2 separate regions of the Sus scrofa genome follow, and region 2 is linked to region 1. A link is a contact called in public HiChIP or PLAC-seq data. All regions are on one chromosome and are shown on one strand. The core of a region is the stretch at or near the end of the contact, and the rest is flanking DNA. Distances in the headings are between cores, read along the strand shown.

The links. HiChIP or PLAC-seq counts read pairs in DNA pulled down with a chosen protein or histone mark.
Region 2: an H3K27ac HiChIP or PLAC-seq map of alveolar macrophages shows a contact between it and region 1. The contact joins the promoter of DIABLO here to the promoter of ZCCHC8 in region 1. A contact is called at or near these places in 1 of 5 promoter capture datasets (fetal skeletal muscle), 1 of 47 Hi-C or Micro-C datasets (brain) and 1 of 2 datasets of contacts at active chromatin or transcription factors (alveolar macrophages).

The regions. Positions count from the first base shown.
Region 1 is chr14:30,260,895-30,266,596 of Sscrofa11.1, forward strand. It overlaps ZCCHC8 (zinc finger CCHC-type containing 8), which reads left to right and starts at 3,629. Exons shown (of 15, transcript NM_001190154.1): 1 at 3,629-3,844; 2 at 5,099-5,141. The coding sequence starts at 3,646. It overlaps RSRC2 (arginine/serine-rich coiled-coil protein 2), which reads left to right. Exons shown (of 10, transcript XM_013982805.2): 10 at 1-271.
Region 2 is chr14:30,495,324-30,500,628 of Sscrofa11.1, forward strand. DIABLO (diablo, IAP-binding mitochondrial protein) reads left to right here and starts at 3,562. Exons shown (of 6, transcript NM_001190216.1): 1 at 3,562-3,664; 2 at 4,689-4,815. The coding sequence starts at 3,615. It also overlaps a transcript of VPS33A not described here.

The DNA.
Region 1 (5,702 bases), core at 2,379-4,878:
GCAATTGCTATTAGAAGACACTGGCTTAGAAGTTCCTTTTTTTTTTTTTTTTTTAAGAACAATTAACTATGATACAGGCAATACCATGGTGAACAAAAATGTAAAAGGAAGTCGGGAGAAGTGAACAAACTTATTGAGTAATACTGTTTTCCTACTATAAGGGACAGAATTGGTGTACAGTATTTGTTAAATATTCCATGTTATTCAGGAAATAGATTAATACATTAAAGGGATGTAAGCACTTTTATTTTAATAAAGTGCCTTATAACAAGTTCTCTGTATGCCCTTTGCTCATTATCCCTTTTGAATTTTTCTCTACTATAAAGTACTAAAACAGTAGAAAATCACTTTGTCACTACGTTGAATAAATTTAGGGCATAAATTTGGAGGAGAGAGTACTACAAAATTTGAACTTAATTGGCTTTCATTACAACAAAGTCATAATTTCTAGCTTTCTGTAGGGAAAAAATCCTTTGAAAATAATCTCCACAATATAGTAGCACAATGCAGCAGCAGAAGTCTGCTCAATATGTTTAGTTTTCCTAGAGCACAATGATTCTCTGGAGAGATGGCTCTTCATGCTTCAGTGACAAAGTCATGTTTCTGGAGAAAAGATACCATGGTTTTCCATTTTGAAATCATCCCAAATTGAATTTTATGTTGAGCTAAAGGTTGAATTGGCTTCATTAAAATTTTTTTCATGGCTTGGAGTTCCCCGTCGTGGCACAGTGGTTAACAAATCGACCAGGAACCATGAGGTTGCTGGTTCCATCCCTGGCCTTGCTCAGTGGGTTAAGGATCCAGTGTAGCCGTGAGCTGTGGTGTAGGTTGCAGACTCGGCTCGGATCCTGAGTTGCTGTGGCTCTGGCATAGGCTGGCGGCTACAGCTCGGATTGAACCTCTAGCCTGGAAACCTCCATATGCTGTGGGAGTGGCCCTAGAAAAGACAGAAAAAAAATTTTCATGGCTTGTAATGCACTGTGGATATAAAAAGTAGGCATTAACTGCTACCTGTTTTTCTACAGTATTTTAGGATCTGGCAGTTCATTAGGGGTGATAGGGTCCATCCTGCATTCATCTAGAGTAGTAATTTTAAGAATTTTTGTAGCTAATTTTGATCCATTTATTATATCTAGAATAATTGAATAGGTAACTGGTATTTTTAGTTGAGATTTTACAAAATCCCAGTTGGGACTAGTTACATTTGAAGTTACCAATAGCTGGAGTTCTCTTTTGATGCAGTGTGTTAAAGATCTGGTGTTAACATTGCAGCAGCTTGGGTCTCTACTGTCCTGTGGTTTTGATCTCATGCCTGGGAATTTCCACAAGCTGGGGGTTGGGGGGGTGGTCAAGAAAGTTAACAGTAGCCACCATGTGGCCAGGGGCAACCATCCTGGACCTTGCAATTTAGAGGTAGGCGTATGGGCAATTGTTAACTTGTATAATTAAACTTCAAGAAGCAGTTATTAGAGGCCTGGGGCCTGGGAAGTTAACAGCTTGGCTCAATTGGAAATGAGTTTCAGTTTATAGGGAAGATACTTCACAGTTTTTATGTGCTTAAACTTTTTCCTAGCTGCTATGAAAGCTGTGCTTTCAGTTTCAAAGTCTCATATTCCATGATGGCTTTTATGTAACAGGAACATAAGTTGCTATCCAAGAGATACCTCAAAGACATGGTAGGTAGGTAAACAAGAAGATAAGACTACTCTATTTGAGGCAAGTTATGATAAACTGTGTGAGAGCAATTGGCTTTGAGGGTAAGATTACCAAATTGAAAGATGAGGTGATTTGGGTGATGATAGGTTGTGATTAAAATTAGAAAACTTAAATACCATGTAAGAAGTAGGCTGGCAGAAGATAGCAGAAATTAATTTGTTATATATCATTCCAAGTTAAGAGTTTCACAGGTGAAAAGTTGATTTAAGTATGTACTTAAATATAATTTCTCTGGGACTCAGTTCTCCCACTGGCCATTCATCAATTTCTGTAGTCTTACCCTTCTCAATTCCAGTCCTATAGAAAGTCCTAGACTTTCCACTCTTCATTATACAGTCTCATTCTCTAGATAACAGTTGTATTTACTAACCTTGAGATCATACTTTGGGGGGGGGAGCTTACTCGAATATCTAGCTGCCTAATATACACCTTTACTAGGGCCTAAAATTTTACCTTCAATTTACCAGTAAAACAGTGCTTCAAAAATTTCTTCCACTATTCAAGTTACTCATCTGTTTTAGGATAAAATTATCTCAAGGTACATCATAGTCAAAATTGAACTCACTCTTGGCTTCCAAACCTGGTCAACATATGTTGTTCTCTATCTCTAGTAATCATTTATTCAAGTTTGTTAAGTCAGATCCTGGCAAATAATTCACAACCCTTTCCTCTCCTTCCCCATAACCCTTGAGTTATCTCTGTTCTTTATTTTTCAAATATCCTCTATTAAATACCAACTCTCCACCACTTGCCACTACCTAATCTAACATTTGTTGATTTTATTACAAAAATCTATTCCATCTGTCTCCTAGACTGCCACCAATTCTTTTCCTACCATGCAATCAGGACCATCCTATCAAAATGTAAATTTGTAGCTCACAGACACACCACCTGTTTAAAATGCTTACCAATTTGGGGATGGGAAGAATGAATATGCCTAATATGGTCTCTGAGTACTGGCCTAATTAACGTTCCACCCCGGGCCTCCTCTTGCTCCACTCTGCCTTTTCATACGGAATTTTTTTCCTTTTTTTTTTTTTTTTTTTTTTTCTTTTTAGGGCCACACTTAACAGCATATGAAATTCCCAGGTTAGGAGTTGAATTGGGGCTGTAGCCGCCTATACCACAGCCACAGAAATGCCGGATCTTTAATCCACTGAGCAAGGCCAGGGACCAAACCTTTCATTCTCATTCTCATGGATGCTAGTCGGGTTCGTTACTGTTGAGCCACAAGAGGAACTCCCTATTTTGCTCACTCTTGCATTCTCAGCTCCTAGAACAGTACCTGGCACACTGAATGTGGTAAATAAATGTTACTGAATGAATGGGTGATTGAAGGAGAAACCACCAAAAGCCACAACAGACAAAGCTAAAGTAACCTAAAGCTTGAGCTTCATGGAAAAAAAAAAAAAAAAAAAAAAAAAAAAACCAACCAACTGAAGTAGCTTCTCCAAGATTACAAATGTATCCTATGGCAAAGCTGGAGTTCCTTATTCTCTAGTTTGGCACGCAACCACAACATGTGATAAACCATGCATCGTGCTCTGATTTTTTTCAGCCTTAGATACATAACAGGGACAACTCGTAACATTTTGATCTAGTTGGGCTTTCTTCACGTTTTAAAAGGACCAATCCCAGTATGCAGTGCAAACAATGAGTTAACAGTCGCTTAGAAACCACATGTCCCAGCATGCCATGCTTCGGAGCAATCTCAGAGGTGGGTCTGAGGAAACGCCGTTGCATTCTGGGAGTTGTAGTCTCACAGGACTGGCCCGCCCCTTGTGCAGCTCCGGCGGCCTACGTTTAGGAGGAAACCCTACTGGGTGGCTTAGATCGGCCGGAGCCGGGAGAGCGGTGCCGCCCAACAACCTTGGCCGCCGGCCGGGTGGCCAGCTCCGCCTCTTCTCGTGTCTTTTCCCACAGCCCAAAATGGCGGCGGAGGTGGATTTTGGCGATCTAGAGCTGTTCGAGGCGTTTGACCACGCCGAGGAGTCGATTCCGAAGCCCGTTCACACCCGCTTCAAGGAAGACGACGGCGACGAGGAGGATGAGAATGGAGTCGGCGACGCGGAGCTCCGGGAACGGCTTCGGCAGTGCGAGGAAACCGTCGAGCAGCTCCGCGCCGAGAATATCCTTCCCCTCGCTGGGCCGTGTCACCCGGGCGTGTGGTGGGTGCGGTGCCGGGAAGAGCGCGGGCGGAAATTCCACCAGGGCCAGAACTCAGGCTGAGAATCTAGGGTTCAGATTGCGTAAACTGTCCCCCAGGCCTCGGCGCGGGACCTCTCCCTTAGTGGGATGCGTCTCCTGGACTTGATTCGCGCCTCCCGCCCCCCCCCCCCAATTCCGGGGCCGGATTTTAGGGTTATTTCGGACAGTTTCAACTGTTAAATTGTAGGCTCTTCACCACTTGTCTTCCTCTCTTTGGAATCACTACCCGACTTCATTTTCTGCAGCCCAGCTAAAGTTGATGAAGCCGTGTTATAGTTAGGAGATACCGGCTGTTTAGACTTTGGCGCAGATCTGTCTTTCCAGTGGGGCAGAAGTGAGGGGTCCTGGGATGTAGAGTCGGGGCCCTTAAGGGTTCGAAGCGCGGAAAGAAAAATGGTTAATTGCTTGAAGAACATTGAGGATTCATTTTAAAGTTCTTCCACTTTAAAATAGCTTCCGTGGTGAAGATGTATTGCAAAGGTTTAGAGAAGACGCGCCAAATCAGTTTCCGTTTGTCTTTAGTTTACAGCCTTTCTAGCAAGATGTGTGACTGTTTTTTCACATTCTTAGAGGGTTTTTGTTTTGTTTTACTATTCATACAGATAACTTTGGTTCAGGTAGTTTTGCTAATGGAAAGATCCCTGAAAGCGGTTGGTAAATCATCTTTTAAGGTTTAAGAGGTCATTTTTTATAATGCCTTTTTCCTCAACATTTTATTATGAGAAATTTCAAAATACAGGAAAGTTGAAAGGATTTTACAGTGATCTTTACAGAGTCCATCCTAGCTTATTAGGTCCTTAACAGTGTCTTATGCTGCATGTACTTTATTTGAATAATCATGATGCTGCTGACTTGGACAATTATCTTTAGTGAGTGGCTGTTTAACTTCTGACAGGACACCGTTGTCTGAATAACGTTTTTGGTTGTCTGTTAGTCTCTTTTGAACTGCATGAACCTGCCTTAGAAAGATCACGTTTAAAAGGATGAAAATGATGTTTTAGTTTTTAGGTCCTGTTACCTAGCCCTGCAACAAAGCAGGTCAGCAAGTGTGTCATCCTCAAAATATTTGTCTTTTAACTTTCCTAACATTGATACCAAAAGTAAGATTAGTAGTTGAAGTTTATGATCTTCATATTTGTATTTACTGAGGGCTTACTCCTTAACAAGGAATAACATCAGGAACTTAAAAGAAAATTGAACATTCTCACTCGACCAAGGTATGAGATCTTGAAATGGCACTTTAGTTGTCCTTTGTTTTTTTATCCTGGTATTAATATTTAATTAGTTTTTTTTTTTTTTGTAAAAAGAAGGTTTAGAAATTTTGTATCATTTTTATTTGTTCAATATATGCTGAAGAAATCAGAGTAATGATCCTTTATTTTTAATTTATTAGGGAAAACTTGAACTGCTTTCAAACAAAGTAGAAAGGATAGTACAATCATAAGTTTAAATTATAACTGCTTGAAACTTGAAACTGACTTATTGGGTGAAAATATTTATGAAACACAAACTGGAAATATTTGCCTTAATGTTCAGAACAGACAGGTTATCAACCCAGCTGTTCCTATTCACCAAACATTTCTGGGAGGTTAGAATTAAGATTACAGTATTAATCTAGGTGTAGATTTATTCATACAATTTAAGTGTGTTCATAAGTGGAAATAATGCAAGATATAGAATTCTTTTTTTTTTTTTTTTTTTTTTAATTTTCTTAGGGCCATATCTGCAGCATATAGAAGTTCCCACGCTAGAGGTCAAATCAGAGCTACATGTGCTGA
Region 2 (5,305 bases), core at 2,312-4,811, 230 kb after region 1:
AGTTGAACTCAAGAGGAAATACTTTTAAAATGCCAGAACGAGGAGTTCCCGTGTGGCTCAGTGGGTTAAGGAGCCAGCGTCACTGCAGCTGCCGTGGCACAGATTTGATCCATGGCCTGGAAACTTCCATTTGCTGCAGGAATGGGGCAAAAAAAAAAAAAAAAATTAAATACCAGAATGGGGAGTTCCCATTTTGGCACAGCAGAAACAAACCCAATTAGTATCCATGAAGATACAGGTTCAATCCCTGGCCTTACTCAGTGGGCATCTGGTGTTGCCATCAGCTGTAGTGTAGGTCACAGGTTCAGCTCAGATCCTGTATTGCTGTCGCTGTGGTGTAAGCTGCCAGCTGTAACTCCGATTCGACCACTAGCCTGGGAACTTCCATATGCTGGGGTACAGCTCTAATAAATAAATAAGTAAATAAATAAATAAAATACCAGAATGAACTGCCAGGAAGAGGAGCCATGATCAAGATGGCAAGACAGAAATACAGGCATCAATAGACTGAATTATGAACAGACTGAATTATACTATAGAGCCTGGTGTATTCAGCCATATCATTTGACAATGAGGTACTATAGAAAACAGGATGCCTTTTTGTCGGGCTAACAATCAGAAAAAGGCAGTAATGGAGCTCCTGTCGTGGCTCATCAGTTTCCTGACATGGTTTCCGAGAAGATGCAGGTTCAATCCCTGGCCTCACTCAGTGGGTTAAGGATCTGGCATTGCTGCTGCAGTGTAGATTGCAGATGTGGCTCGGATTTGACCCCCAGCCTGGGAATTTCCATATGCTGCCAGTGAAGCTGTAAAAAGAAAAAGCAGTAATATAAAATTTCTGATTCTCTTATTTCTAAATGAATGCATGTGAACTTCAAGCTACATAATATTTCTCAGCTTCAGTTAACTCCGCTGCTGTAAAATACCCCAAACTGGGTGGTGACTAGAGGCTGCAAAGGCTGGAACACATAACTGCCTTGTGATATCCATTTGAAGGATGTGAGAGTTAAAGGGGAACAGTATCAGGGCTATTTTTAATAGCCTTCATCTGTTACTTTGGTGAGGGTATAAACCTCGCCATGCTTTCTTTCCCGTGACTTGGCAGGACACAGAACCCTCCAGATAACCAGTTCTCTGGGGGAGCAATTACTACTCACTGGCTTCCTGCGCAGCTTGATAATGTTCTGCTCCTGTTTTCAGCCCGGCTCCAGCGGGGCAGTGATTCGATAATAAGAGATCCTGATCAAATTAAAGAGCCATTTGCTCTTCTGGATGATGATGTTGATAAAAGGGTTGATGTCCACACTGCCTGTTTTTTTTTTTTGTTTGTTTGTTTGTTTTAAGGTCAAAACATAGTCTAACTATAAACTACTACAAAAAAACATAAGCAGCATAAAGTTTGCACTGTCTTTTCCCTTCACTGTTACTTCTGGGAAAGGGTCTGTTCTTTACTGGCTCAAATACTGATTGGCTTTTGCGTTGCATTTAAGTTGAAAATTGCAAGTGGGCACATTGGGAAGGCGACTGTGTAATGAGTCTCTAAACCGCTCAACTCTTAGTAGAAGCACTCAAGTGCTTTTCTTCTCTTGCTCTGTCTCACACACACACAGGAATGCTCGAACTTGCATGTTTTTTAAGACAACAGCTTTTGCTTTAGTTGGGCAATCTTAAGTGAATGTTTTATGTACCGTGGTTCTTGTCTGAGACTCTAGGATGGGACTTCTTTTAGCGGGAGTAAGAAAAGCATTTGGACTATGTCCCATCTGCAGTGTTTAGGAAAAAAGACAAGAGAGGCGTGAAATGCCCCCTAGTGTGCCCCTTGCTCAGCCCATCTAAGTCCGGAGCTTTTTGGGGAACCTCAGAGCTCTGGGGACCGTGATGGTGACACAGGCAGAGGGTGTGCAGAGTTGCCAGCTTCCGAACTGGCCTGGGATCGCCTGTGCGCAGCTCCCTGATAGCTCAGGGACCACGTGGAGATTGTGATTGGTCTCTAGACCACACCTAGTTGGTGAGAGCAGCTGCTGCCTGAAAATCCCTCAGCTCTACTGACATCACTGGAAAGTGCACACAAGCCTACCTTCAGACACCAGACCAGAGAGGGACCGTGGAGCTGCCCTGGTGGAGGAGCCGTTCAAACTTTGTTGAGTGAGTGAAATGGGGAGAGGGGGATGCTGGTGGCTGGCATTGAGGGGAGCTGGGCAGGGCAGCAGTGGAGGTAAAGAACTGGTTTGTGATTGTTACCATCTGATTCCATCTGTGGTGGAAGAGATGGGGCTGGAGCAGGTGCACAAGAGCCCGATGGGGAAGGAGATGAGCCCAGAATCCAATTGATACCCACCTCTTGGCACTCTGATCCTGGCTGGCCAGAAGGGCAAGCATGCCTGGCCACAAAGCAGGGATCCTCAGACTCGTGTGTACTAATAAGCCTTGGGGCTAGAGGTATTGCAGGGGGGGCTGCTTTCTTTTCTTCCCCTCCCAAGCAGTGCCGACAGCCAGGGGTGCAGCTTGAGTGATGGCAAAAGCAAGCTTTATTCCACCAGCCCATTAGCAGCACTCACAACATTAAAAATGCAGGAGGTGGATGGGAAGAGAAGGCTGAGGATGAAGACCAGTGCAGCGGCGGCGGGGGGTGGGGGGGGGCTGGTAACAACCAGGCTTCTCTCCTCTAAGCCCAGGTCCAGGTCGGGAGCAGAAGAATGAGGGGAACTTTCAGTTTAAAAGAATTCTGTAGTGTAAATACAGTGTCCAGTGATTGCTATGAAGAAAATCAGCACTTTGGGTTTTCTTCACCTTAAGAAAAGTGTTTACTCTTTAGAGGGCCGGGACCTAGTCTAGCCCCCTGTATCCTCAGTGCCTAAACAGTGCCTGGCTCAGCAGCGCTTGTTCAGTGTCCAGCAGAGGGTGGGCAAGGGAGGGAACCATCCTCTTTGCGTGCTCAGGGTCTCCCGGGTGCCCCTGCCCGCAGGTCCTCGGGCCTCCCGCGCAGGGCGATGCCGGCCTCGTCCACCATCCACGTGCTGCAGCTGCTGCGAGAGCTGCTGGCCTTCGTGCTCCTCAGCTACACCGTGCTCATCGGGGCGCTGCTACTGGCCGGTTGGACCACCTACTTCCTGGTGCTGAAGTGACAGCGCCGCATCCCAGCTCCCCGCCCCTCCCGCCCCCAGTCGCCTACGCCACCCTTCCCCCCCACCCCCACCCCCGCCGTCCCGGAGCTGCTCGTTCTGTGGCCTCTGTCCTGCCGGACCCGCAAGGCTGACTAACGAGAGAATCCTCCGCCTCACGGCCGGGCCGGGGCTGCCTCTCGAGGAGAAGCCCCGGGCCCCGATTCAACCACCCCTCAGGACAGCCGACTTCGCTCCGTCTGCTCCGTGCCCTCAGGCCCAGAGTCCGCCCAGCCAGAAGCGGAAGCTCGGGCGGTTGGGTGTTCTGCGAGGCCGTTACAGCCGTTACCCTCAGCCCCGCCCTTTCCTCCCCGTCTGTCCAATCCCGACTGCGTCACGGGGTGGGGGCGTGACCATGGGCCCAGGCCCACCCAAGTAGCGCCCGCGCCCCGCCCCCGGCTCACGAGGTGGCGTCACTTCCGACGTGTGCGTCCGGCGTCCGCCTTCCGCGGGATGGCGGCTCTGCGGAGTTGGCTGTCGCGGAACGTAGCTTTCTTCTTCAGGTACCGCTACGGTTGTATAGGAGGTCAGGGTCGAACCAAGAGAGTTGATGCTGAGAGCGCCGTGACCGACCGCAGCCCCGGCCCTACGGGCGAGCAGTTTCCTTTTCGGCCGAGCGGGTCACGGCGTCCCGCCTCTCTCGGCCGAAGACGTCCCGCCTCTGCCCGGGTCCGGAGGTCTCCCGCTTGCTGGGCTAGGCCCGGGCTTCCTCTCTTCCCGGCGGCTTTTTCGTCATTCCACCTACTGAAAGCGAATTTCCCCAACCTTGGGCTTTCTTTTAGGGGGCTCAAGGTTTGCCCGCGAAGTGACTCCCGTTGGCGCATCGAAGTCAATGGGGAGAGTAGAGGGAGAGCCCCGGGCAGGCGGCAGACCTGGAGGAAGTTTTCCCTGAGGGCAGAGGAACCCCAGGAACAGAGTCTCCCTGCGAGTCCTGTTCCCTACGGCCTCTAGGCTCCTCTCTCAGTGCCTGCGAGCTCCAGGTGTTGTGTCTCAGGGAGCATGAGACACCTTGCAGCCTAGGGTAGAGGACCAGACTTAATCTTCCCTGTAGAAAGCATTTTAGTATGAGATTTTTAAAAGCTTTGAGACACCTTTTAAACGTTCACACCTGGTACCTCTTAAACTCTGAAATCTTTCAGCCCGCATTCCCGCACGGTCATGGTTCTCAGGAGCCAAGTAGCGGTTGCTGATTTCTGCGAGTCCGGGCCTTTCCTGTCCACCACCCTCCCCTTCCCACGGAAGGCCATCCTACATCGTCATTTAAGTTCCACCGTGGCCCGAGTTTGAGTTTCCAACCCCTGCAGATAAATTGAAAAGATTTTTACAGATTGGTGGTTGTGCGGGCTCCTGCCATGGCACGGTGGGTTAAGAATCCGACTGCTGCAGCTCAGGTTGCTGCGGAGGCACGAGTTCAATCCTTGGCCCAGAAACTTACATATGCCACAGATGTGGCCATTTAAAAAAAAACAAAACAAAAACAAAACAGATCGGTGGTTGTGCCTTATTAAATTTGACTTCTGTTTCTAGGTACAGACAATGTGTTCCAGTCGTGGCTAACCTTAAGAAGCGCTGTTTCTCAGAACTGATAAGACCATGGCACAAAACTGTGGTGGTTGGACTTGGGGTAACCCTTTGTGCAGTTCCTATTGCACAGGTAAACTGTCTTGTCACTCAGTGTTTCTTGTTTTAGTGTATTGTGTCTTCTTGAAGTCTCAAGTGGGCACTGAAACATCTAACTAGCTCTCATGGTTTTACCCATGCATCCCATACATCCCCATGTGATCATATACTTTCTTCTATACCAGCATCATCTTTTAGAGTTGAGCTAATGTTATATTAATATTTTCATTTTGATAGTTTCATTTGGTAGGAACAATATGTCAAGTTCACCAAATTTTATAAAGAGGGAAGAAAGGAAAGAGCATATGACAGTATCAGCAAAATAGTCTTTCAACAAAAATTTATTGGGCACCTTTTTTTTTTTTTTTTTTGGCCTTGTGAGGCATGTGGAAGTTCCTGGGCCAGAGACTGAACCTGAGCCACATCAGTGCAACCTTGAATCCTAAACTACTAGGCCACCAGGGAACTCCTATTGGGCAAGTTTTACGTGCCCTGCATTGAGACCGTAAGAGCACATCAAAGTT